6 separate regions of the Sus scrofa genome follow, and regions 1, 2, 3, 5 and 6 are each linked to region 4. The links are chromatin contacts, called in public Hi-C, HiChIP or PLAC-seq and promoter capture Hi-C maps. All regions are on one chromosome and are shown on one strand. Each heading gives the region's core, a stretch centred on a gene start, on an enhancer-like site or on the middle of the called end of the contact. The rest is flanking DNA. Distances are from core to core; before and after follow the strand shown. Region 1 holds the start of SERHL2 (serine hydrolase-like protein 2). Region 2 holds the start of LOC100524254 (NADH-cytochrome b5 reductase 3-like). Region 3 holds the start of TTLL1 (probable tubulin polyglutamylase TTLL1). Region 4 holds the start of ARFGAP3 (ADP-ribosylation factor GTPase-activating protein 3). Region 5 holds the start of POLDIP3 (polymerase delta-interacting protein 3). Region 6 overlaps SERHL2 (serine hydrolase-like protein 2).

What was found. Promoter capture Hi-C pulls out the DNA fragments that hold promoters and counts their contacts. Hi-C and Micro-C count contacts between places; a contact is called where the count stands out from the background. HiChIP or PLAC-seq counts read pairs in DNA pulled down with a chosen protein or histone mark.
Region 1: a Hi-C map of subcutaneous adipose tissue shows a contact between it and region 4, with 2.2 times the contacts expected there. The contact joins the promoter of SERHL2 here to the promoter of ARFGAP3 in region 4. A contact is called at or near these places in 6 of 47 Hi-C or Micro-C datasets (heart right ventricle, liver, mesenteric adipose tissue and 3 more) and 2 of 2 datasets of contacts at active chromatin or transcription factors (alveolar macrophages and skeletal muscle).
Region 2: a contact with region 4 is called in an H3K27ac HiChIP or PLAC-seq map of alveolar macrophages. The contact joins the promoter of LOC100524254 here to the promoter of ARFGAP3 in region 4. A contact is called at or near these places in 2 of 2 datasets of contacts at active chromatin or transcription factors (alveolar macrophages and skeletal muscle).
Region 3: a contact with region 4 is called in a promoter capture Hi-C map of fetal liver, with 5 times the contacts expected there. The contact joins the promoter of TTLL1 here to the promoter of ARFGAP3 in region 4. A contact is called at or near these places in 4 of 5 promoter capture datasets (fetal liver, fetal skeletal muscle, liver and 1 more), 4 of 47 Hi-C or Micro-C datasets (embryonic fibroblasts, epiblast stem cells, liver and 1 more) and 2 of 2 datasets of contacts at active chromatin or transcription factors (alveolar macrophages and skeletal muscle).
Region 5: an H3K27ac HiChIP or PLAC-seq map of alveolar macrophages shows a contact between it and region 4. The contact joins the promoter of POLDIP3 here to the promoter of ARFGAP3 in region 4. A contact is called at or near these places in 3 of 5 promoter capture datasets (fetal liver and liver), 4 of 47 Hi-C or Micro-C datasets (embryonic fibroblasts, epiblast stem cells and liver) and 2 of 2 datasets of contacts at active chromatin or transcription factors (alveolar macrophages and skeletal muscle).
Region 6: a promoter capture Hi-C map of fetal liver shows a contact between it and region 4, with 3 times the contacts expected there. The contact joins the enhancer-like site here to the promoter of ARFGAP3 in region 4. A contact is called at or near these places in 2 of 5 promoter capture datasets (fetal liver and fetal skeletal muscle), 8 of 47 Hi-C or Micro-C datasets (alveolar macrophages, embryonic fibroblasts, fetal heart ventricle and 5 more) and 2 of 2 datasets of contacts at active chromatin or transcription factors (alveolar macrophages and skeletal muscle).

The regions. Positions count from the first base shown.
Region 1 is chr5:6,237,024-6,241,098 of Sscrofa11.1, reverse strand. It overlaps SERHL2 (serine hydrolase-like protein 2), which reads left to right and starts at 1,288. Exons shown (of 12, transcript XM_021091434.1): 1 at 1,288-1,517.
Region 2 is chr5:6,143,649-6,147,609 of Sscrofa11.1, reverse strand. LOC100524254 (NADH-cytochrome b5 reductase 3-like) reads right to left here and starts at 1,380. Exons shown (of 10, transcript XM_003125982.4): 1 at 1,249-1,380. The coding sequence starts at 1,269.
Region 3 is chr5:5,792,419-5,796,387 of Sscrofa11.1, reverse strand. It overlaps TTLL1 (probable tubulin polyglutamylase TTLL1), which reads right to left and starts at 2,628. Exons shown (of 13, transcript XM_003481524.3): 1 at 2,467-2,628.
Region 4 is chr5:5,992,478-5,996,483 of Sscrofa11.1, reverse strand. ARFGAP3 (ADP-ribosylation factor GTPase-activating protein 3) reads right to left here and starts at 2,347. Exons shown (of 16, transcript XM_003481526.4): 1 at 2,139-2,347. The coding sequence starts at 2,207. It overlaps LOC110260619 (a long non-coding RNA gene), which reads left to right and starts at 2,444. Exons shown (of 2, transcript XR_002343865.1): 1 at 2,444-4,006. It overlaps LOC110260620 (a long non-coding RNA gene), which reads right to left and starts at 2,132. Exons shown (of 2, transcript XR_002343867.1): 1 at 1,874-2,132; 2 at 907-1,370.
Region 5 is chr5:6,172,717-6,176,774 of Sscrofa11.1, reverse strand. It overlaps POLDIP3 (polymerase delta-interacting protein 3), which reads right to left and starts at 2,332. Exons shown (of 9, transcript XM_021091426.1): 1 at 2,158-2,332. The coding sequence starts at 2,216.
Region 6 is chr5:6,219,482-6,224,036 of Sscrofa11.1, reverse strand. It overlaps SERHL2 (serine hydrolase-like protein 2), which reads left to right. Exons shown (of 12, transcript XM_021091434.1): 9 at 1,153-1,187. Among named protein-coding and RNA genes, the nearest start is that of RRP7A, 13 kb to the right of the region's middle. Within about 2 kb of position 3,031, at least 30 of the 83 cell types and tissues checked have an H3K27ac peak or open chromatin away from gene starts, as enhancers often do. A contact at or near this core is called in alveolar macrophages, fetal liver, omental adipose tissue and 3 more, where this site is marked.

The DNA.
Region 1 (4,075 bases), core at 39-2,538, 250 kb before region 4:
GGCTCTGGTGTAGGCTGGCAGCTACAGCTCCCATTCGACCCCTAGCCTGGGAACCTCCATATGCTGTGGGAGCAGCCCAAGAAATGGCAAAAAGACAAAAAAAAAAAAAAAAAAAAATCAGTGTTGCCGTGAGCTGTGGTGTAGGTCACAGACGTGGCTCAGTTCTGGCCTTGCTGTGTCTGTGACATAGGCCAGCAGCTACAGCTCTGGGTTGGACCCCAGCCCAGGAATTTCCATATGCTGTAGGTGTGGCCAAATGAACCTATCTACAGAACAGAAACAAACACATGGACATAGAGAACAGCCTTGTGGTTGCCAAAGGGGAGGGAGTGGGATGACTGGGAGTTTGGGGTACTGGGAGTAGTAGATGCAAACCCCGAATTTGAATGGATAAGCAATGAATTGAATGAATATCCAATCAGCTGTGGTGGAGCGTGATAGAAGATAATATGGGGAAAAGAATGTATATATATATATACACATATAACTGGGTCACTTTGCTGAACAGCAGAAATTGACAGAACATTATAAATCAACTATAATGTTAAAAAATTAAAAAAGAAACAATTTGTGGAGTTCCCATTGTGGCTCAGCAGTAACGAACCCAACAAGTATCCATGCGGATGCAGGCTCAATCCCTGGCCTTGCTCAGTGGGTTAAGGATCTGGCGTGGCTGCGAGCTGTGGTGTAGGTCGCAAATGCAGCTTGGATCCCGATGTTGCTGTGGCTGTGGGCTAGGCCAGCAGCTTGCAGCTCTGATTTGACCCTTAGCCTGGGAACTTCCATATGCCGCAAATGTGGCCCTAAAAAAGCAAAAGAAAACTAAAAATCAAAATAACAAACACCAATTTGTAAAAATAAAACCACTCTTCTGTTTGTCACACATGTCTAAAGCCCCATCCAAAGTGTCAAATCTAACTTGTCAGTGATTGTCCAACCCAAAGCTCTTTAATACCTTGTAGGCAGCTCCTTGTAAGAGGATCCCTGCCTTAAAATCTTTGACCCCAAAGTGGTCCTGGAACCGAAAAAGGTTCAGAGAACGCCACCGGAGTGTTGGTGTATTCCTCTCCATTGCCTCACACAGAGGTCTGGGGAAAGGCCCTTTTTCCTTTTTCTTTTTAAAAAAGAATCAGTTGCAGCCTAAGTGCGAAGGGATGGCAGGCTTGGGAGGAAGCCCCTACATCCTAGCGCCGCCTGCCGGGGTCCCTGCATCCGCCCCGGGGAGGACCGCGCGCGGGGCTGCGGTAAGGCGGGGGGCCGGCAGGGGGCGCTCCAACCCCGCTCGAGAGGGGCCGCAGGGCTTCCTGGGAGCCGACCGGCGTCCGAGGTTCCCGCCGCCCAAGGTCCACGCGGCACTGAGTGTTTGGGATCCTGCCACGGCCCGGGCCGTCGCGCGCAGCGGGAATTCGGGGTCTGCGGAAGGGCTCTTCCTCTAATTCTACGCTCCAAGGATAAAAGCCTCCAACAGACACCACCCTGCCTTCCCTTGGTGCCGCCGCCCTAGTGCCCTCGATTCGGTAAGGTTTCTTTCGCCAAAAAAAGAGTCGCACAGTCGCAGCCAGGATAGAGGAGGGCTTCTAGAAAGAGGGAGAACGGGACTTGGGGGCGGGGGGGCGCGGTGGAGACGAGTTTCTCCCTCTTCTTGGCCGCCCTGGCCGCAGAGCGGCTCTGGACCCACCCGCAGCCCCCGGGACGTGGCGCGGCCCCCGCGCGCCTCCGCTCCGCTCCCCACGGTACCCGCGCGCGCCAAGAATCAGATTCGCTCCTGGAAACCCTCCCAAGGGCGGGAGGCGGCAGATGCTGGGTGTCGAGAGAATCGAATTGAACCTCAGTCAGTGGAAAGCATTTCCCCATCTGCCTGTCCTGGGTTGCAGGATTGGTTCAAATACTCTGTTTCCTCAGTTGCAACAAGAGGGGTTCGGAACCTCTCAGGGGTTCTGGACCATCTGAGGGCCTCTGAGTGTCTACGACGCCTTCAGCCTGGAGTCTTCCCCAAAGTCTACATAGGGACTGAGCTGCTGAATCCCCAGAGGAGGAAATTCCCTGAAACCAGAAACAGGAACCAAGACGAAGCCCCATGGTGAAAATGCCACTGGTGGAAGATAATGCACCTGTGCGTGCCTGCCGCAGGGATCAGAGATGGGAGCCGGTCCAGGGCACTTTGACAGCGAGATGGGTCAGAGAAGGAGCCCCGCACCTCGTGGCCCCTCAATCCACATTGAATGAGAGAAGGGGGCTGGGCTGGGTGCAGCACTTCACATGCCCACCCTAGGGCTGGGGGGCGGGAGAGATTTGTAAAAAGGACCAGGTGCCAAGGCCAAACTTTACCTCCCTCTCCAGGTGGCCCTGGGGGTCTCAGCTGCTATGCTGGAGGCCAAAATGCTTACCACCCTGACCTGCAAACTATGTTTCATTTAGGAAAGGTTAATTTAAGGAGGCCCCTCGCTAGGGCCAGCAAGGAAGCTGAGGTGCTTCTTGGGAAGAACCTCTGCCTCATCACAGCAATCATCAGTTGTTTTACCACCAGTGCCTTTGCACTGTAAGCCTCGTGTCTTGGGTTAGGTGCCCTGGGAAGCAGAGCTGCACTCTCTTATTCATGCATACAGAACACTCATCGCTCAGCCTCTCAGGAAGCAGCCTTTTAGCAAATCAGAGCAGCTGCGCAGGGCAGAAGTTGAACCTGGATTCAGCTGGGAACCTTACACGATTCCATGGGAAGCTCAGGAGCTGGGATGGTTGTCACCAGCCCTTTGTACATTGGCGAGGGCATTGACTGGGGTATAAGGACCGGTCCGTGGTGATGGAATGCCCTGGGGAGGCCATGTCCTCGGACGTGGCAGGTCCCTTCCATGAGGGGCGAGTCTCAGGGAAGAACTCAACTGTCACAGCTGACATTCGCCGCGGGCTGGAGGAATGACGGCTCGGCCCTTGCAGGATCCAGGGTGGTGCATCATAGCACACCCTCCACTCCTTGACCATAGCCTGTTTCTTTCTCTTCTGCTCTCTGCACATCTGAATTTTTCCCCCTGCTACTTAAGTTGCAGGGGTAGTTGACAGTCATACTGTGGCTCCCCCCCCTTTTTTTTTCCCCAAATGTGTCCCATTCTGAAGACAAGCCCAGAGTAAGGCTGGAATATCAAACCCTGATTCCAAATTGCTGGGGCAGAGGCCTTGGCCCAACTTGGGTCAGGTTGCCCCACCCCAGAAATTGGTTATGGTCTAGGGGCAGCGTCCAAGACAGGAATAGGGCTCCCTCAGACCCACCTTGGTGACTTTGTGGATGGGAGGGAGACAGCTCCCCAAAAGAGAGTTATTGCGAGTTAGGCACACATCCAAAGGTAACTGCTGCAAGGAGTAGGAGCTTTTAGACTGAAGCAATTAACATATGCCAAGGCATGGGAGAGTGAAAAATATGACATTTCAGATAATTCATGCATTTATTCATTGAACAAACATTTACTGAGCACCTGCTATGTACCAGATGCAACTTCAGGCTAGAAATACAACTGCGAAGAAACTGGGAAACTGACAACAGAGACATTAAGCAGCCCGCTCCTAGCACTTCCCAGCAGTGCTGAATGTGGAACTACCACAATAATTCCCGGAGAAAATGTTTTGGTGAGATGTTGAGTAAATAAAGTAGCATAGGTCGAGTTGACCCTTATCACAGGCTCTGAGCAAAAAAGAAAAAAAGAAAAGAATGCAAAACCCACATCTTCCATCACATGGTGGGAGCTGAAGAATTCTAGTCTGTGTTGCTCTGGTTGCTTAATAAACCATGAAGAGCCTGCCTGCCTTTACCTTGGAGACTGGCAGGCAGGATGCAGGATTCAGGCCAAGGGCCTGCCCCGACCCTGACTCGGGTGGGGAGTGGGGGTGCTAACTTTAGGACCAGGAAACTGGGGAGTTCCCATTGTGGCTCAGCAGGTTATGAACCTGACTAGCATCCATGAGGATGCAGGTTTGATCCCTGGCCTCACTCAGTGGGTTAAGGATCTGGCATTGATGGGGCTGTGGTGTAGGGGGGCAGGGGGGACGCTCAGGGGGTGGGGGTGGGGACACAGGAGTCCCAGGA
Region 2 (3,961 bases), core at 131-2,630, 150 kb before region 4:
CCGCTCCTTGGTCTAAACATCCTCCCCGAGGCCTGGGCAGGGCCACATGCTCAGGAGCAAACACCCAGGCCATGAGGCCTTCTGTCTAGTCCCAGAGGGGGACCTCACAGTCAGAGGGAGGAAGCAGGCCCCAGCCAAGTCCCAGGGCCCTGGGTGGAGGCGGAGGAGGCAACCAGGTCAGAGGCTCTGGGCCTAACCTTCCCAGGGGCAGCCCTCCCCACGGGCCCAGCCAGCACCAGGGGACCAGAGTTGGGGGTGGGGTGTTGGGCTGCCCTCTGGCCATAGCCTCAATGTGGAACACAAGCCCTTGGTCACCACTGTGGCTTCTGAGACATCTGCAAGGAGGTGTCCCTGGGGGAGAGATGGGTAGCCCTGGGCCAAACCAAAGTGACAGCATGACAGTGGACTTTGCAGCCTTGCAAGTTCGGGCCCTGCCAGCCGGGCAGGTGGCCACCTCTGAGTGGCATTTCTTCATCTGTAGAACTGGGCCAGCAGCACAGACCCCAGGTTTGCTGTGTTGAGAGCCAGAGCCTAGCTGCAGCGCACCAAGAGGGCTCGGTGGTGGTGGATGCCAATCAAAACTGTGCACGCCGGCAATGTCTCACACTCACACACACAACACACACACACTCCACATGCACACACTCACAGAGAGTCACACGTTCACACTCCTGCACACCTGCTCACTTATTCACTCACACACGTTCACTCTCAGTCTCTCACCCCCACACCCACTCCTGCACACGCACACGACACACCCACACACCTGGTCACACGCTCTCACACACATACGCACTAGTTCAGTCACACTTCACACGTGTTCAGTCACACTCAAACTAGCTCACACGCAGGGTCGCCAATCGCGTTCATTCGGCTCTAGCTCACCACTCGCGCGCGCACATCCGCACCCCTCCGCTTAACGCTCGGGCCGGGCCGGGCCGGGCAGAGGGCGAGACGGAGGGCGGGGCGCCCCGAATGTTCGGCCGCCCGCCTCCGGGTGACGCCCCTCTGCCGGCAGGCCGGGCCCGGGGGTTGGGGGGACACAGGCCCAGGCGTGAGTCACCGCCCCTTGGTGTCCGCCGGGCGCGGCGGGCTGGGGCGGGGTGGGATTCTGCGCCCGAGCCGCCCCCTGCCCCTGGCGCCGGGTGGCAGTCGGCGCTGCCGGCGGAGGAGGCCTCGGCGCCCGCCGGTCCGCAGCGACGCCCCGGGCCCTCGCCCCGCCACGGCCGGCGCCTCCTCCCCGCCTACCGTGCTCAGCTGGGCCCCCATGGTGGTGCCGCTCTGCGCTCGCTCTGCCGCCGCCGCCGCCGCCGCCGAGACCGCCTGCCTGCCGCGCCCCGGACCCGCCCCCTGGTCGCGTCATCCTCGGAGGAGGGGCGGGCCCGAGAGCGGCCCAATCGGGGTTCGGGGGGCGGGAGGCCGAGCTCGAGGCCCCGCCCCGCCCGCTTCCGTCCGCGGGGAAAGTGGAGAGACGTGGGGGAATCCCGCGGTATTTGGACCCGGGCGCGCGTTGAGTGGAGGAGGGGCCGCTGCAGTCGCCCCCGGAGCCCCCGGCGGGGCTCCGGACCGCAGTGTGGCCTGGGGTGGGCCACGTTTGCCATCCCAAAGGGGATAGATGGCGCCCCCCCATTGATGGCGCCCCCCCCATTGATGGGATCCAAAATACAATCCGGAAACTCCGTCGCGCTCGGATCTCAGGTCTCTGATCTCAGGTCTCTGAGCACGTTGAGAAGACCCACAGGCCTTCTTGTTCCCCAAAGCGCTCAGCTCGGTCCCACCTCCAGGCCTTTCCCCTGGAACGCTGTCCCAGCCGCCTCAGGCTCAGCACTGGCTTATTGCTGGGGCTTTAGGACAAAGGATTCCTCCTCAGCAAGGCCTGACCCCTTCTCCAGGCAGCCCCTAGGACCTCGCAGTAGCTGAGGTCATCCTGTTTATTTCCTCAGGGAGGGTCTGCCCATCCCAGTGGACTGCGGGCTCCCTGAGGGCAGGACTCTGCGTCGAAGTCCCCTGCCTGCCTAGAGCCTAGCGTACAGTGGGTGCTCAATAAATACTTGTTGAATGAGTGAATTCCACAGTGAGCACCTGCTCTGGGTAGGTCCATGCTGGCCCCAGGGGGCTCTCTGCTTTTCTGGAATGGTCTTGGACCCAAATGTGAGCTCCTGGTACTTTGACCAGCAGCCTGCAGCAGGCAGTGTGTTCCTGCAGTGTGCTGCTGACCAGGTAGAGAACAACTGGGACTTCCAGGCACAACGAACTGAGCAGAGCCTGGAAGTAGGAATGAAGTGGACAGATGCAGGGTCAGCAAGGCCAGAGGGAGTTGGAGGGACAGTGGTGTGATGTGAGGTCAAGGTATGGGGACCCAGGTGGAGGGAACTGGGAATGGGGGGGCGGAGTGTGAGGAGCCCTGGAGGATTGGGGGGGGGCAGGAACCAGATGGGGTTTTTTGTTTTTGTTTTTAGCATGTGGAAGTTCAGGGCCAGGAATTGAACCCGTGCCACAGAAGTGATCTGAACCACAGCAGTGACAACACCAGATCCTTAACCCATTGCACTCCAAGGGAATTCTGACCAACTGGGGGTTTATTTTTTGGCTGCCCCACAGCATATGGAGTTCCCAGGGCCAGGGCTCAGATCCCGCTGCTCTGCAGCAATGCCAGATCCTTTCCCTTTAACCCACTGTGCTGCGCTAGGGATCCAACCCACATCCTGGTGTTGCAGAGATGCCTCCGGTCTGTGGCGCCACAGCAGGAACTCCTGACCAGCTGGTTTTAAAAGGGAAAACTAGGCAGAGCACACGGAGGGAAGGAGGGAGAGGGATCTGTTAGCACAGCACGGGAGGGTCAATGTCACAGCAGATCAGTTAGGCCTTATTTCAGTTTTAATAATCACAATTTTAATATGACAAAGGAAGTAATCAAATTGGAAAGTTTGGCGGCATATGCAGCCAGTAAGTTTCAATAGCTGGGTGCTTGCTAGGGCACCCATGGCACAGGTGACTTTTCCAGAGACACCTTCCACGGAGGCCAGGGGAGCAGCACATCACCCCAAACCTCTGCATTTTCCCTCTTCACTTTTTTTTTTTTTTGGTCTTTTCTGGGGCTGCACCCGCAGCATATGGAGGTTCCCAGGCTAGGGGTCTAATCAGAGCTGCAGCCGCTGGCCTACGCCACAGCCACAGCAACACGGGATCCGAGCCGCATCTGCGACCTACACCACAGCTCACGGCAATGCCGGATCCTTAACCCACTGAGTGAGGCCAGGGATCGAACCCGCAACCTCATGGTTCCTAATCGGATTCGTTAACCACTGAGCCACGACGGGAACTCCTCCCTCTTCACTTTTGATTCTCTTCGTGTTGTTACACCTGCATTGATGATGGCTCTCATGAATGTGGATGTGCGATGCCAGATTGTTTTTCCGTGTGAAACTTGGAGTTGACTAAATTGGCTTTCTCCTGTGAGTCATCCTCACAAGCCTTGAAAGATTCCCACGCAGGTCTTTTCCTCAAAAGACTCATCCCCTAAATGGCAGTAAATAAACAAACAGAAATACTGTTTAGCTTAAGGCTATAAATATTAGTCCAACAAACAATCCTACAAAATCACAGTTAGGATGGAATCTATTTTTCTGTCTTACACTGTCGTATACATCAGCATACCCACTTGTAGACTCAAAACGGAAATAGCTTTCCTCCCAAAGTTATCATGCTATTGTTGCCCCTCTTTTTTTTTTTTTTTTTTTTTTGTCTTTTTGCCATTTCTTGGGCAGCTCCCACGGCATATGGAGGTTCCCAGGCTAGGGGTCGAATCAGAGCTGTAGCCACTGGCCTACACCAGAGCCACAGCAACGCGGGATCTGAGCCGCATCTGCGACCTACACCACAGCTCACGGCAATGCCAGATCCTTAACCCACTGAGCAAGGCCAGGGATCGACCCCACAACCTCCTGGTTCCTAGTCGGAT
Region 3 (3,969 bases), core at 1,379-3,878, 200 kb after region 4:
ATCTCAATCCTCTTCGTTTACCCAGTTGTCACCACTTCTCCGTGGCGCACGAGTTACACACGGCGACTCAAAGCGTGGTCCGTGAACCTGCAGCATCAGCATCACGACCTGGGGCTTGCTGGAAATACAGATTCTCTGGGAGTTCGCGTTGTGGCTCAGTGGTCACGAACCCGACTAGTACCCATGAGGAGGGAGGTTCAATCCCTGGCCTTGCTCAGTGGGTTAAGGATCCAGCATTGCTGTGAGCTGTGGTGTTGGTCACAGACACGGCTTGGATCCTGCCTTGCTGTGGCTGTGGTGTAGGCCAGCAGCTGGAGCTCTGATTCAATTCCTAGCCTAAGAACCTCCATATGTCACACATGTGGCCCTAAAAAGCAAAAAAAAAGAAAAAAAAAAAAAAGAGAGAGAGAGAGAGAGAAAGAAATACAAATTCTCCAGCTCCCCCGCCATGCATTCACAATAATGTACACACTCAGACTCTTGGGGACAGGGGCCCAGGGGCCTGTATCTCAACAAGCTCTCGGGTGATTCTTACCCACACTCAGATTTGAAAAGGACTGGTCTAGTTCCTGTATGTGGTTCCTCGTGACAATCTGTCTTGACACATATATGTCACAACATGAGAGCAGGAATGCGGTTCGGCCTTATCTCCTGCTGAAAGGCCAGCACCCAGAACAGTGTCTAGTAATAGCAGGCACTCAATCAACATTTGATGGATTAACAAAAATCAAGGCGTGAAGGATCTAGCCTTGTCACTGCTGTGGCTCTGGTCACTGCTGTGGCATGGGTTTGATCCCTGGCCCGGAAACTTCCACATGTCGCGGGTGGACAAAAATAAATAAATAAAGACATGAATTGCCTCTGCGCACCATCACGAAGTGCTGTTCCTTAGTGCCAAGCAGTAAAGTAGGCACAGCCCAGCCCAACTGGGCAGAGACACGGGGAGTAACTGCCATAAACACTTCCACAGCTTTGCTCAGGCAAGAAGCAGGAGACCAGGAGTTGAGCTGGTTTCCGCTGAGAGAGGGAACATCTCGGGAATCCCTGGGCCTCCGACCCTGGGAGGACAGTACTTTGCCAGGAGGCTTTTCACCTCCTAGAGTTCCGACTATTCCCACAAAAAAGCCCCCACAACCTCTCAGGGCAGCGAGCAGGCGGAAGAACATACACTCATGCAGTCGCTTCACTCTTCTGGGTCCAGTCATCGAAAACAGCAACCTCTCTGCCCCATCTCTACTACCCCAAATATTGATCACAATCAGTTTCAACAAAATCTATTTTAAAAAAAGATCCTACGGAGTTCCCGTCGTGGCTCAGTGGTTAACGAATCCGACTAGGAACCATGAGGTTGTGGGTTCGATCCCTGGTCTTGCTCAGTGGGTTAAGGATCCGGCGTTACCGTGAGCTGTGGTGTAGGCTGCAGACGCGGCTCGGATCCTGCGTTGCTCTGGCTCTGGTGTAAGCTGGTGGCTACAGCTCCGATTTGACCCCTAGCCTGGGAACCTCCATATGCCGCAGGAGCGGCCCAAGAAATCATAAAAAGACAAAAATAAAAATTTAAAAAAAAAATTAAAATTAGGAAAGATCCTAGGACATCTGCCTTCTTTTCCAGCTAGTCTTTTTTGAAAGGGAAAAGGAGCCATCTTTAAATAACAGTATAAACGACGACTTTACATCACCCAGAGCATTTGGTCACAACTGTACTGCTTCTGCCCATCTCCTCACCCCCTCAGGGTGACAGTGCCATGCTCCACCTTAACTAATAACCAGTGCCTGTAATTCCCTGAGCACAGGACAGGGCCAATCTTTTTGTACTGCCACAACCCAGCACCCAAACATGCTCATTAAATGTTTCCTGAACAAAGGACCGCTTTGCAAACCACAAAGGGTTTACAACAACAAGATACTTTTATTTCAAGAATGAATTCCTGCCAAAAAAAAAAAAAAAAAAAAAAAAAAAAAAAAAAAAAAAAAGAATGAATTCCTTGTACTGCCCCAATCACTCTAGGGTGACTACCGCGACCGTCACCCCCCGCTAATGATGGGGAAACAGGGAGGAGAAATGCCTAGGTCCAGTTCTCCAGAGAGAGATAAGCAGGGCAGAGAACACTTGTCGCCTGTCTCCTGCCCAGAACTCAACCCACAGGTACACCGCGCTCTGCAAGATGCCAACAGAAACAATACAGATTGCAAATGAATGAAAAAAACCAGCAACGATTAAATTCTGAGATAACGAATAAGAAGAAGAATGCAATTACAAGGATCAGGAGGAACAAGTCACAGGAACTCGGAGGAGGAAGAGAGGCACAGTAGTCAGCGCAGGCTGCTGGAGGGACGCGGGTCCAGCATCCAAACCCAACCGCAGCGGCCCCGTAGACCAGCGGCCACAATCGCTCGCGCATGCGCACTCGCCCCCCGCCACACCCTGGGTCCCGGGAGCCGATGGCCTCGGCGGCTGTGTCTTACCTGTGGGCGTCCAGCCCGGAGGGGCGCCCAGGAGCGCGGAGCACGGCGGCCCCGCGCCGCACCCCGGCCCCGCCTCCAGCTCCACTCCGGCTCCTGCGGGAGGACTCGGCCCGCTATCAAGCGAACCCACCCTCCGCGCTCTACTTCCGGGGCGGCGCCCCGGCAACCAAAGACGCGGCCTTACCGGCGCCAAGACTGCTTCCGGGGTCAGATTTTCCCCACTCGTTTCTAAGCCCCTGGCCTGGCGTCCCGCTAGGCGCCGGGGGCTGGGATCGTGCGAGGAGTCTGCGGTCCACCCCGGCGTCTCCACAAACGTCAGAGCCCAGAAATGAAGTCGAGAGGGGTCGGGGCGCAGTCTCGACCCTGATAGTGCAAGGTAGAGGGGTGTGATGGCTGGGCCCTGGGTCCAGTCCGCTCATCTCTTCTGCTCAGCTTCAACATCTGTTAAACTGGGATGGTTGGCAGCACCTGCCTCGAAGGAATTTTTGTAAGGATAACCTAACAGGTTGCGCTCAGCAAGTAGTAATCAATAAATGGCCTACTCAAAGGTCACCTCATTTGTGAAGTGTGAGTGCGGGACAGGTGCAGTTCCTCAAAGTAGGATTTTTTAACTCTTTCTGTTAGGAAGAGGCAGCCTGGCCCATGAGAATTTTAAAACTGAAGCCAGACCTGGTTTGAATCCTCACCCCAAAATCCACTAGCTGGTCATGTCATTCTCTGAGCCTCAGTTTCTTGTCTATAAATGGAGATAACAGCACCTATGCTGAAGGGTTGTTGGGAAGATTATGAAAGTATTTTTTGAAAGGCACTTTGGTAGAGGATATATTAGTTGCTAAATTCCTGTTGAATTAATACACAACAGAAGGGCATGTACCCCAGACATCTGTCAGTCATGAAGGTGCACTGGGAGGCAGTGTGAAAGGAGAGAAACAGAATTTACCTCCCTGCTCAGTTACAGTCTAGCTGTTGAGCATAGGAAAATCGCAGCCTCTTGTTTTAAAATTTTTATTTATTTTTTTATTTTGGCTGCAGCACGCAGCAACTTCATGTGGGATTTCAGTCCCCACACCAGAGATTGAACCCAGGCCACAGCAGTGTAAGTGCCAACCAACTCCTAACCACTAGACCACCAGGGAACTCCTCCAGCCTTTTTTTTTTTTTTTGTCTTTTTAGGGCCACACCCTGCAGCATATGGACCTTCCCAGGCTAGGGGGTTAAATCAGAGCTGCAGCTGCTGGCCTACGTGACAGCCACAGCAGTGCCAAATCCAAGCCACATCTGTGACTACACCACAGTTCACAGCAACGCCGGATCCTTAACCCACTGATTGAGGCCAGGGATAAACCTGCATCCTCATGGATACTAGACCAATTAGTTTCTGCTGAGTCACACGGGAACTCCCTGTCAGGGTTGTTTTGGGGTTTTTTCCCAGCCTCTCAATGACAGTTTCTTCATGGATAAACAGGAATAATTAGGAGTTCCCATCATGGCTCATTGGTTAAC
Region 4 (4,006 bases), core at 1,098-3,597:
GAGGACGAGATGCAAAAAGTTTTCGAGACAGTGTCCAGATGGCAGCTGGGATCTCAAGATCAGAACCTAAAGGGCAGCAAGTGGCCAGAGCCTGTGCAGGAAATGACCCTTGGCAGGGAGGGGACCCGGAGATTGGGAGCACACAGCCCAGGGCGGGGGAATCTGAGAAGCAGTGGCGCAGTGGTTAACGAATCCGACTAGGAACCATGAGGTTGCGGGTTCAGTCCCTGCCCTTACTCAGTGGGTTAAGGATCCGGCGTTGCATGAGCTGTGGTGCAGGTTGCAGACGCAGCTCGGATCCCAGTTGCTGTGGCTCTGGTGCAGGCCGGTGGCTACAGCTCCGATTGGACCCCTAGCCTGGGAACCTCCATATGTTGCAGGAGCGGCCCAAGAAATAGCAAAAAAAGACAAAAAAAATAAATAAATAAAAAATAAATAAATAAATGTTTTTCTTGAATTTTTTTTCCCTCTCTCTCTTTTTTATGGCTGCACCCACAGCACATGGAAGTTCCCAGACTAGAAATCGAATCCAAGCCACAGCTGTGACCAAGGTCACAGCTGCAACAAGGCTGGATCCTTAACCTACCCTGCACAGTGGGAACTCCTTGGATTTTCTCATGTAAGCCTCACAATAACCCTCTGAATTAGACCCAGCTCATGCCCATTTTCAGATGAGGAAAAAAGGTATAAAGTCGTCAAACAACCTGCCCAAGGTGACACAGTTAGAAAGTCACAGGATCTGGATAAACATTTACAAGAAAGCATACACGTCCCTCAAAAGTGTTTTTGGTATCAACTCATTGACTTATTTAAAAGGGGCACCTTCCCTTTGATCAGTTCACACGTTGTGTTTCTGAGATGTAGCAAACAAAAAATATAATTTCCACACTGCTAAGCAGATCTTAATCTAGTCTGGTTTACAGCAACCACTCTTTATAAACAGGTCAATCTACATTTGAAAATCAAGAAAATAGCAAAGAAATTGGCACTGGAGAATTCCTTTCTCCTCCTGACTCTCCTACCGTCATCTTTTTCCTTCTCACTTCTCTTAGGTTGTAAAAATATGGGCTCACCTCCACCTAGACTTAAAACAAAGACATCTAAATTCTGTAAAACTCAGGGACTTCAGGGTCATGACGCATGACCGTACTGGTTAATAGCTGTTGTGGTGGAGGTGACAGGGGGGACCAGACAGAACTCCTGTCACAGGAGCAGAGGGGAGAGTCCATGCTGACACGACAGCCCTTTGCACTGTCTAGGTTCCACTCCGATCTGTGATCCTCCGCGGACGGTGTCACTTTAGCCCCATGCGTCATCCCATCTCCAGCCAGGAGCCAAAAGTTGTAAGAGTCATGGGGGGGAAACAGGCTCTGGAGATGAAAAAAAGAAAGGAAAACCCCAATCTCCAAAGAGACCCAAAGGTTAGGAAGGGAAAGGGTTGTGGTGGGCTTTCTCGTAAGAGAAAAGAGCTCAAAGCCACTGCAGTGACCACTTAGCAGCTTTATCGGACAGGGAAGCTGAGGCTGCCGCCAAAGGGCACAGGGAACAATCCAGGCTCTAACAGGCGCCCCTGAGGAGCTTCAGAGGTGAGCTCGAGGGGGAAAGGGGGTGAGTCGAGTTTTCCCAAGCGCCCAGGGCTACCAGCTGTTGTTTCTGCCCCGTGCACGCTTCCCGGCTGGGTCACAGGTGGCCTACGGTGTCCGGGGTCTGCTCCAGGTCGCAGGAGTCCCGTGTATGAGCCCTCAGTATTCTCAGGAACTCAGGGGCCACTTCACTTTGCCACCCCCAAAAGCCGCCTCCGTCCTCCTTTAAGTTCCTCGGCCCGGTGTCAGGAACCCACAAATGTCCGCCCCCGGGACCCCCAGATGCTCACACTTCCGGCACCCAGGGCCCCTCGGTGCCTGCCCTGCTCTGGACCCCGGTGTGCGCCCCCTCTTCTGCCTCTCCCTTCCTGAGACTGGGGGGGCGGCGCACAGTCTGGACCCAGGCGAGGCCCAGCCGCTGCGGCCGCACAGTGCGACGTGTCACAGGCCGGGCCAGCTCCTCCTCCCGCGGCCGTGGCCACTGCCGCCGCAGGGGCCGCCCGCGGGGTCCAGCAAGGATGCCAAACAAGCCTGAACACGCCCGGCGGCCGTTACCTTGTTGGTGGGCACCGAGCGGAGGCGCTTGAAGATGGTCAGGATGTCTTGCTTGCTCGGGTCCCCCATGGTCACCAAAGAACCGAGGCGCAGCTGGCCCCTGCCAACCGGGAAGGGCAGAGCAGCAGCGGTTGCCGCCTCCAGGAGGTAGACGACGGCGGAGGGGCGGGGCTGCGCGTGACGCTCGACCCCGCCTCTCGATGTCCCCGCCCAGGCCCCGCCCACCGCCCAGAGCGCACGCGCCGCTCTCCCCTAGGGCCCAGGCTCGGGGGGGCCGCCGGCTCCGCCCCTCAGGCCCCGCCCCCGGCGCTGCACGCGCGTGCGCAGGAGTCTCGCTCGCCGTTCGCGCCGGGCTGTGGGTGTGGAAGCCGGGCCCCGCGGAGGTCTGCGCCCACCAGCACCTCAGTGGGGACCACCACGTCGGCTGACCGACTGCTTTCTTCGCCGGGTCTTCTGGCCTCCTCCCTGTGAGGGTGGCAGAACCTGCTCCTCCAAGTGGCAAAGGAGGAACCGAGAGGCAAGGGCCTTCCTGCGGCATCCGGGAGTCCAGATGCTGGGTTCTCTAGTTGCTTTTTTTTTTTTTTTTTTTTTTTCCCGTAAGCTAAAGCTGAGCGCTGAGTGGGAAGCCTCCAATGCCGAAAACTGGTTTTCTTACAGTATCAGTTTGAGTGTGTCAGTGACAAGTAGCAGTTCTCCAGAGGCGAAAGGCGCCGGGTCAGAATGGATAAATATAGACAGGAAAAGAAGCTGGCCTTTTCCTACCCTTACTCGCCAGAGGGTTTTAACGCTTGGAGAAAGGTGCCTCTTCTGCATTAGTGGATGTGGAGCCCCTAGGTAAGGCTCTGCGGCTCAGGGAAGGATAACAGGTCTTGGGGTCAAATGCACGGTCCAGCCAGCTCCTTCCCAGCGCTGTGACCTTGCTCGGGTCACCTCGCTAAAGCTTGGTCTGCTCATCTGTGCAATGGGATGAGAGAGGGGGGATCAGCGCTGAGCAGCACAGGAGAGCGGCTGCCAGGGAGGCCCTGGAAAAGGCTTTGGCAGTGGTCTTTCTGCTTTTAGAGGCTGGGAATTGTTCACTCAACCTGTGTGAGTAGAAACCCTGGGGGAAGTTGGACCTCTGCCAAGGAAGGGAAATTTATTACCTTCCAGAACAGTAAGTTATTTTTGCAGACAGCTCTGTTTGAAAGTTCTTCCTGGTACTGAGTTAAAGTATATACCCTTGAGGAGTTCCTGTCCTGGCTCGACAGTAAACGCATCTGACTATTATCCATGAGGACGCAGGTTCGATCCCTGGCCTTGTTCAGTGGGTTAAAGATCTGGCGTTGCTGTGAGCTTGGTGTCGGTGGAGGACATGGCTTGGATCTGGTGGTGTTGTGGCTGCGGTATTAGGCAGCACCTGCAGCTCCCGTTTGACCCCTAGCCTGGGAAAAACAAAACAAAGAAACTGAGTTCCTGGAATCAGGAGCAGCCTTATCTGATTTCCACCAACCCCTGTAGGCTAAGGCAGCGCACTTGCTCCTGAACTGAACTTGGCTCTTCTTGCTCACTGAGCAGCAAAGCCAATTTACTGATGCCGTGGTGCGTGTTTACTGTAGGCACCGAGCAAGATCCAAACTCCTCGGTGGTTTCCAGGGAAAGAGTTTCAAAGACAACATTGGGGTGAGGGTTTTAGCTCTTGAACTTCCTTCTGATTGGTGGGTGGTGAGTTAACGGGTGATGTTTCAGGAACCTTCTGCTTCCAGCCAGTCTGTGGTCGGTGTGCTTGTGGTCCCCATGCCGTCAACATCCTCCACCTGGGTGGGTGGGGTCTTAGTTTCTGCAGAACAACGCAAAGATATGTATCCGATTGGATGACAGTTGTTACGGAG
Region 5 (4,058 bases), core at 1,083-3,582, 180 kb before region 4:
AAAATAAAAATGGAGTCTCCAGCAGGTTTAACCCAAACACAGGAGGCAGTCCAATTTCTTCTACACTAGTCTCTTTGCCTACACTTCCCCAATCCAGTCTTCATGTGCTAGCAAAGCAATATTTTCACACTCAAGAGATTGCGTGTTACTTCTTTACTTAAAAACCTTCAATAATGATGACGACGGTGGCGAACATCTCTTGAGCACTTAGTATCCATCAGACGCTTTTTAAAGTACTTTATTTTTTAAAGTACTTTAGATACATTACTTCACTTAGTCCTGAAAACACTTAATGAAGCAAAAGTCCATGTTTTATAGATAAAAGAAAGAGAGGCCATGGAATGGTTAAGCAACTTCTGTAAGATCATATGAAAAATGGGAGAAGCAGGGATTGAAAGTTGGCAGTCTGACTCGAGGACCCCAATGCTTACCTGTTATGTCCCCTGGGAGGAGGGATTTGGGCTTCTTTAAAGAAAGGTCATCTGCTGAACACTTACAACCTGGTACAAACTTTTAAATATACATTCCTACATTCTCATATGCAATCTTCTCAAGCACCTACCAGCAACCATTATTGCAAATGAGGAGATCGACCAGCTCAGAAGTCATCTGACCGGGGAAGCATGGAACCCAACAGCAGGGCCTACCATGAGACCAGGTCTGTCTGGCTGCACACTCCCCGCTCTTCGCTCTTCCCATGCATCCATTTGTCTTCCCTTTCCTGCATTCCTACCCTACGGCCAACACAGACTCTGCACGCATCGACACCAAAGTACAGACCGCCTGCAGTGACTGCAGGAAGCACCTGTCCTGAAGCTGGCTCCTTCAGCATCTGTCCAGCAAACCTGTGAAACCTGGATGGGTCTGGAAATGGCCAGAGGACCAGCCCCAAGTCCACACCAGTTCTTGGCAGACCTAGGGAAGAACTACTCACCGATAATGGGAGAGGAAATTAATGCTGTGTGCCTATTATGAACCAGAAGCCAGATGAAATGCTGGCTGGTGAACTGTGTGGGGCTGGGGGGCAAACGTAGTGGATGGATGTATGTGTTGAGGGTCGGGGGATAGTAAGGCAGAGACTCTATTTTCTGGTCACAGGCACTTTTCATAAACATCTACTGAGTGAATGACTGTCTGAGAAAACAGTATGGAACAGCCTGGCCGTTTACAAGGACATCCGAGCTAATTTTCCGTGTGCTGGAAAACTCTGGGCCAAAGCTCCCACTTTTCCATACGGGTGAACTGGAGTTCTTACAGGCTGGAAACGACGAACCGTACTCGAGGGTCTAGAGGAGGGCGGTCTCAGAGCTGCACGTCGTCTCCGGGGCTCGCCACCCAGATACAGAACCGCCTTTTCTGAGCACCATCAGCAAACAGCTACCCTCCAGCCCCATCTCCCTTGATTTTCTGCCCAAGCCTGAGGCCACCTCGGCCAGCTCAGAACGCGCCTTCAGTCCCGGTCTCAGCCCTCCGGGACTTCGGGGCAGTCACTCCACCTCTCCCAGCCTCCAGCGCCCTGTCTGCAGAACGGGGAAAGCACGAAAGGCTGGCCGACAGGACGGCCAGAGGAGCTAATGAGACCGTGTGGGCCCGAGAGCGCTCAGACTCGGAAATACCGCTCCCGGGAGGGGGGGGGCGGTGTAAACAGACGCGAAGCCGGCGCAGGACTTGGAAACCTGGACCAGCTCTGGGGCTGGGGCTCGGCTTCGGCAGTAGAGACCGGCAGAGCCCGAGCAAGCCACTGCCCCGCCAAACTTCGGTCGTCCTAACTTCAAGGCCGCGCTGGGATCGCGGAGCAGCGCCGGTCTCCTCAGAGGAGGGGCTGCGCCGGGGCGACCCCGGGAATCCCGGGCCGCGGGGGACGGCCCGTCCCTCCGCCCCCCGCGCCGCTCCCACCAGCCCCGCAGCGCGGCCCCTCGGCGGCTGCGGCCCCTCCGGCCTCCCTTGGCCCGCGGGAGCGACGGCACCTCCAGCCAGTGGGCGGCCTGGCGGCCGGGCCCGCGGCGGCGGCGGCGGCGGCGCGGCCAATGAGGAGCGGGGCTGCGGCAGGGGGCGGGCGCAGACGGCCCTCCGCGTCGCGCCCGGGCCGCTCCCTCTTCAGCGCGAACCCCGCGAGGACTCAGGCCCTGAAACCCGAAAGGAGAAAAGGCTACTCACCGCCCCTTCGCAGCAGCCCCGCGCTTCCGGATGAGCTCGTCCAGGGAGATGTCCGCCATCTTGCACCGCCGAGCAGGCCGCGAGCACCTCAGGGTCCCTCGGCCCCCGAGCCCGCCCCTTCGGCCGCTGTGGAGCAACTAGCGGCTTCCGGCGTTCGGCTGACGAACTCTCGCGACAGATTAGGCCGAGCAGGGGCCGGAAGAGGCGGGCCTCTCCCCGTGAGCCTTTGCGAGGCCAGCTTCTGATTTGCATACGGGGGGTCGTATCCCTGTCGTTTCCTACCCTCTCCGAGGACCAAATAAAATACAAGGAGATATGAAAAACTAAATGAGTAAGACAAACGTCAGCGGGATGAAGTTCTCGGTTTAACGGTCAACTTTTATATTCACCGTATGGCTAATGAGAATGGGATTCCTTACCTAGGAAGTATGGACGTTTACATTTTTATGCCTTAAACTTATGAGTAAGGAAAATAACGATTCGGGGTGACGCCCGAGTCCTCACTGCTAATGTGAGACGAATTTTTGAGCGGGTAAAGGTCGCCCCTAAGGTGACCCGCCTACTTTGCGGGATGCCTGGGAGTTGCGATCTGCCCGTCCCCCTTTACACTTGAAAAGCAGACCAACTTTGACGAACATGGAGGATTAAGTAGTTGTGTGTTATTAGATTTCCTGAACTCGGAACTGATTCGTTTTTTGCTTTGTTGGGGTTGAAAAAAAAAAATGGCAAGTAGGGCGGAAACTGTAGACACTTTTAGGCTCTGCGGTCTTCAGAAGCAAATCGCGTCACCTTTCTGTGCCTCGTTTTTCCTGATCTGGAAAGTCGGGCAAGTAACAGGCGGTTGCGAGGATTAAATGAGGTGCTCGCCACGTGGAATTGCCTTTTCCTTGATGCAATCGCAGCCTCCACTTCTGACCCCGGCATGAGGTAGGTGTTCAGTATGTCTTTGTGGAGTCAATAAAAAAATACGTGCAACCCCTTTAGAACGGTGCCAAGCATGGACTTCGTGCCCAGTGAGTTACTACTGCTGTTATTTACTAAGTCCAACGTGCTCTTGACAGACTATCCCACCATGATGAAAAATCTGGCATCAGAAAGGCCGTGGAGAAATGAGCTGGTAAGGGCGGAGGGTCTGGGATTGGGCCCCCGCCTGAGGAGGGGAATCCAGGTCCCCCTGCGCAGCCGTGACCGGGCGCGGGCTGGTCCTCCTTGTCTCAGCAGTAAAGTAGGACCCTTGAGTGCTCCCTCCTAGAGGTGCAGAGGCCAAGACCCAGTGCCTGGCGGGAGGAACCAGGAGGGACCAGGGCGCTGCAGAAGTTAAGGCCTATCACGCCTTCACACGAAATAAATGAAGTATAGAGAAGTCAGTTAAAATTTTTTCTTAAACTACTGCAATCGTAGGGTGGTTAGCTGCTATCATTTAATTCTCTGATTGTCAGTGGGGCGGCCCTTTGCCAGGGGCATTTCGGAGCTTTGTGGGGTGTGTTTGGTTGTCTGGACAACATATCCAGCCACGTGAAGGCGGGGACTGGGGCGGGACAGCCCTCTGGTCCTCCCAACGCTGCCAATACGCCAGGAAGGCAGGGCCCCTCACAGTCCTCTGAGCCAGGGCTTCACTCCATTTCTTTCTTTCTCCCTTCCTTCCTCCCTCTTTCTTTCTTGTTTTTTGGCGTCTAAGTTCCCAGGCCAAGGATCGAACACACGCCACAACAATGATCCAAGCCGAGGAATCCTTAACCTGCTGCGCCACAAGGGAATTCCCTGTTCCATTTCTTGTGTGAACGTGCAGGACTTCCTGCCCGATGTGAGCAAACATGGAATTGCCAGCGATGCAGCTGCGCTGTAGCTGAAGGAATTTTGGGTCCTGCCTTGTTTGGAAACTAACCAAGAATTGTGCCCCG
Region 6 (4,555 bases), core at 1,782-4,281, 230 kb before region 4:
CCTCCCTGTGGACAATACTGGACAGGGACCCCGCTGCCGCGAGAGCAGGCATTGCACACCCTCTGCCCAGCCTCTGCGGGTGTTGGAGTCTGACCTTGGCAGGTCCCAGCCGTGGAAGGGGGGTGGTGTTCACCCTCCCAGAAACTCCACACTCAGAGCTTTTTGCTGGGGCCTTATCACATAGGCATGATTGCTTATTAACTTAGCCTCTAGCCCCACCCTGCCCCTCCTCTCGAAGGACCAGGGCTGGGGCTGAAAGTTCCAAGCTTCTAATCATGGCCTGCCCTTTCTGGTGACCAGCCCCCATCCTGAAGCCATCCGAGAGCCCACCAGTCTCACCCAGGAAATTCCAAGGGATTTAGGAGCTCTGTGCCGGGAACCAGGGTCAGAGACCAAATGCTAGGAAAAAGATGCTTCTAGCACTTTTACCATTGAGGACACAGGTTTTAGGAGCTCTGGCCAGGAGCCAAGGACCAGGACTAAAAATATGTTTTATTGTAATTTCATGGTCTCCATTGAGTGTGGCAGGACACGGAGGAGCCTAGGGTTTTGATAATATCTCCTGCATTTGAAACTATTTTCTGGAGTTCTGTCATGGTGCAGCAGAAACGAATCTGACTAGGAACCATGAGGTTGCGGGTTCGATCCCTGGCCTTGCTCACTAGGTTAAGGATCTGGTGTTGCCGTGAGCTGTGGTGTAGGTTGCAGACGCGGCTCGGATCCTGTGTGGCTGTGGCTGTGGTGGAGGCTGGCAGCTACAGCTCTGATTTGACCCCTCGCCTGGGAACCTCCATATGCCGCGGGTGCGGTCCTAAAAAGACAAATAAATAAAACTACCGGGCACCTCCTGGTGCTTAAACACCCACACGAACATCTTAGTAAGGTTCTCAGCAGTGAGACTGATGCCAAGTCGAGGTCAGTTCGCGTGGTCTGTGCTGCTGCTGGGGTGGCCGGGGGAGGTTCCCGCGTGAGCAGCCCTGGTCCATGGCCAGGTAGCCCTGGGCAAGCTCTGCTCCAGCTGAACGCAAGAGAACGTTGGGGGTGAACCCCACCAGTCTTGGCTGAGGAAGCGAGTCCCCTGGGTCCCCCGGGCAGCTGAGTCCCCGACCCTGACAGGCGGTGCTGAGGCCGCATCTGTGTGCTTCCTTCCAGGCCTGGTGATGAACAGAGACCGGAGGATCTCTTGGGTGAGTACTGTGTCCTCCCGACGGCCAGCCTCTTCTTTTATTGTGGTAAAATGTACATGGCATGATATGCGTCATATCTAAACCATTCATGAGGGGACCACTCAGTGGCATTGAATACATTCACGAGGAGTTCCCGCTGTGGAGCAGTGGGTTAAGGACTGGACTGCAGCAGCTTGGGTTGCTGCAGAGGTGTGGGTTTGATCCCCGGCCCAGCACAGTGGTTTAAAGGATCCGGAGTTGCTGCAGCTGTGGCTCAGATTCAGTCCCTGGCCTGGGAACTTCCTATGCCATAAAATAATAATGATATAATTATATGTATAATAGAAATCAATACAGCCGTGATGTTGTGCAACCATCACCGCCCCCGCATTTTTCATCACCCCCAGTTACACCTCCTTACCCACTGAACACCGGCTCCGCATTCCCCTCCCCCAGCCCCTGATGACCAGTTGACTCCCAGGGACCTCACATGGGTGGAGTCATACAGGGTGTGGCATTTGGTGTCTGGCTGCCTTCCCAGGTTCATCCGTGTCGCCCTGTATCAGAACTTCCTTCCTTTAATGGCTGAATAATAACGGATGTCCCCGTCCGTTGGCAGACACTGGGTGGGTTACTGTGAATGGCGCTGCTGGGAACGCCAGTGTACAGATTGTCGGTTCAAACTTCTGCTTTCAGTTCTCTTAGATACACACATGTTAGGAGATCCCATTGTGGCTCAGAAGGTTATGAACCCAACATAATGTCCATGAGGATGTGGCTTAAGGATCCGGCGTTGGCGTGAGCTGCGGTGTAGGTCGCAGACTTGGCTCGGATCTGGTGTGGCTCTAATTCGACCCCTAGTCTGGGAGCTTCTATGTGACTCGGGTGTGGCCATAAAAAGCAAAACAAAAACAAAAAACAATAAAAGGCCTTAAAAACCAGTAGCCGGTCTGGAGGTCTATGACAGGAGCATTGTGGCAACCCAGTTGCCTCTGCCACATACAGGCTGTGTGACCTTGGGCAAGGCACTTAGCCTCTCTGAACTTCGGTTGTCTTGCATGCAGGAAGTGTGTTCACTTATTCGTCTATTCACTCCCTCAGCCAGTTGATGAGCAGCTAGGAGGTGCCAGCTCCTGTGCCTGCCTTGGTAGGGTTGCTGTTAGGACTAGCCAGGGTCACATGTGTCAAGGGACCTGTCACTTCAAGTGCTCTTATTTTGATTACTTAAAAGGGTAGAATGCTGCCATTTGAGGTGGCAGCCAGGGGGCGCTCTGAGCTGTCGCCCGGGCCCTGGCTCGGACGTGAGGCTTGAACCAGGGCATCAGCCAAGCAGATGGGGATGTTTGAGTTTGGTTTGGGTCCAGCTGGGATTTGTTCTCACGTTTGGGGAGGTAGGGAGCCACTTTCCTCTCTTCCCCAGAGGAACAGCCAGGGAATGGCTTCATGACCTTCCGCTACACAAAGAGGTTGTAAGTAGAACAGCACACACCCCACGAATCAATGGAAGTATTGATAAGTAGGGCTTACTAACACGGAGAATTTCTGTTCATCAAAAGACAGTAGTGAGAGAGCGAAAAGGCAGGCTGTGCTCAAAGGCCCTCTCGGGGAAACACCCTCCTGTTGTCGCCTTTGAGGACAATGCGGCACAAACCCTGTGTTGGATTTTCACATCCGGCGACAGGAGCGGAGGTAGCATCCCCGTCTGGGCCTCAGGGACCGGCACATAATTAAGCCGTGGGCCTGACCGAGCCGTCCAGCCAGAGAGGCCCCCGTCCTGGCACAGAAGCGTATTAAAGCCACACTGAGAGGCTTGGCGGGGAGGGGACAGTCTGTGCCTGAGCTGGGTCCTGGCGCCACCTCCTGTTGGCTGCTGATGGTGACACTGTTACTTAGCTGCTTGAATCCTCTGGGGGAAGACGAACGTGTGGCCTGTCTGGGTCCTCAGGAAATTTTCATTTGTGGGGCCTTGGATGACAGGGGACCTCTGTTCCTGGACGTGGTCCCGAGGTCATTGTAGCCTGAGGAGCGGGGAATGGCCGGGACGGTCAGGGCAGAGCAAGGACACTGGGTTTTGTCGTGGCTGTGACCAGACAGCTGTGTGCGTGTGTCTGCACAGGATCTGTGGGTTCACCGCCATGGGGTAGGGACTGGGCATCAGGTGACCCAGTCAGTCCCTGTGGAGCTTCTTGAGTTAGCCGCTCGGGACACACAGCCCCTCTGCTGTTGCGCCGTGTGCTGAGAGCCCCTGCCCTCAGAAGGTTCTCAGACTGGAGCCGCCCGTCCAGTAGAAGTGTGATGCGAGCGCGTGTTAAGGTCACATCTTCTCGTGGCCATGAGAAGAGTGAGAGGAAACAACTTTAGTAACATTCTGGAGTTCCCGCTGTGACACTGGGGTCAGCGGTGTCTCAGGAGTGCTAGGACGTAGGTTCCTGGCCCAGCACAGCGGGTGAAGGATCCGGTGTTGCCGCAGCTCCTGCTTAGGTCTCATCTGTGGCTTGGATCTGATCTGTGGCCGGGAATTCCATAGGCCGTGGGGGGTGGGTATATATTATTAGTGTGTAAATATATACACACACACACTAATTCAGCATATCCAAGATGTTACCATTTCAGTATGTCATCAACATAAAAAATCACTGGGCTATTTGATATTTTTTCTTACTAAGTCTTCAAAATCCAGTGTGCAGTTTATACCTAGAGCCCATCTGAGGCTGGACTAGCCCTGTTTCAGGCACTTAATAGCCACATGTGGTGATGGCTACCATGTGGAGAGCACAGATGGAGCCCTCTTAAATGGTCATAAGACAGGGTCAGGCCAGCAGGGGCCATGGAGACAGCAGTGTACCCTGCCCTGTGGCTTAAGCAAATTCCTTGCTCATGTAAATGGTTGGTGGAGACAGGTGGGCTCCATTTGCAGAGGCCAGAGCCCAGGCTGGCTGGGCAGCGCTTGCAGGGCAGCCAACGGACCGGGAAGGGAGGTGGGAAGGGGCCAGACCTCAGCCCTGAAATCTTTTTTTTTTTTTTTTTTTTTTTTGTCTTTTTGCCTTTTCTAGAGCCGCTCCCCCGGAGGCTCCCAGGCTAGGGGTCAAATCAGAGCTGTAGCCACCGGCCTACACCAGAGCCGCAGCAACACAGGACCCGAGCCACGTCTGCAACCTACACCACAGCTCATGGCAATGCCGGATCCTTAACCCACTGAGCGAGGCCAGGGACCAAACCCGCAACCTCATGTTTCCTAGTCGGATTCGTTAACCACTGCGCCACGACGGGAACTCCAGCCTCTGCGTTTTTTTTGCATGACCACACCTGGCTGAGCGGATTCTGGGATGTCCTCTGGCTGGGCATCCCTGTGACCAGGAAGAGGGAGAACTAATTTTAGGGGGGGACAA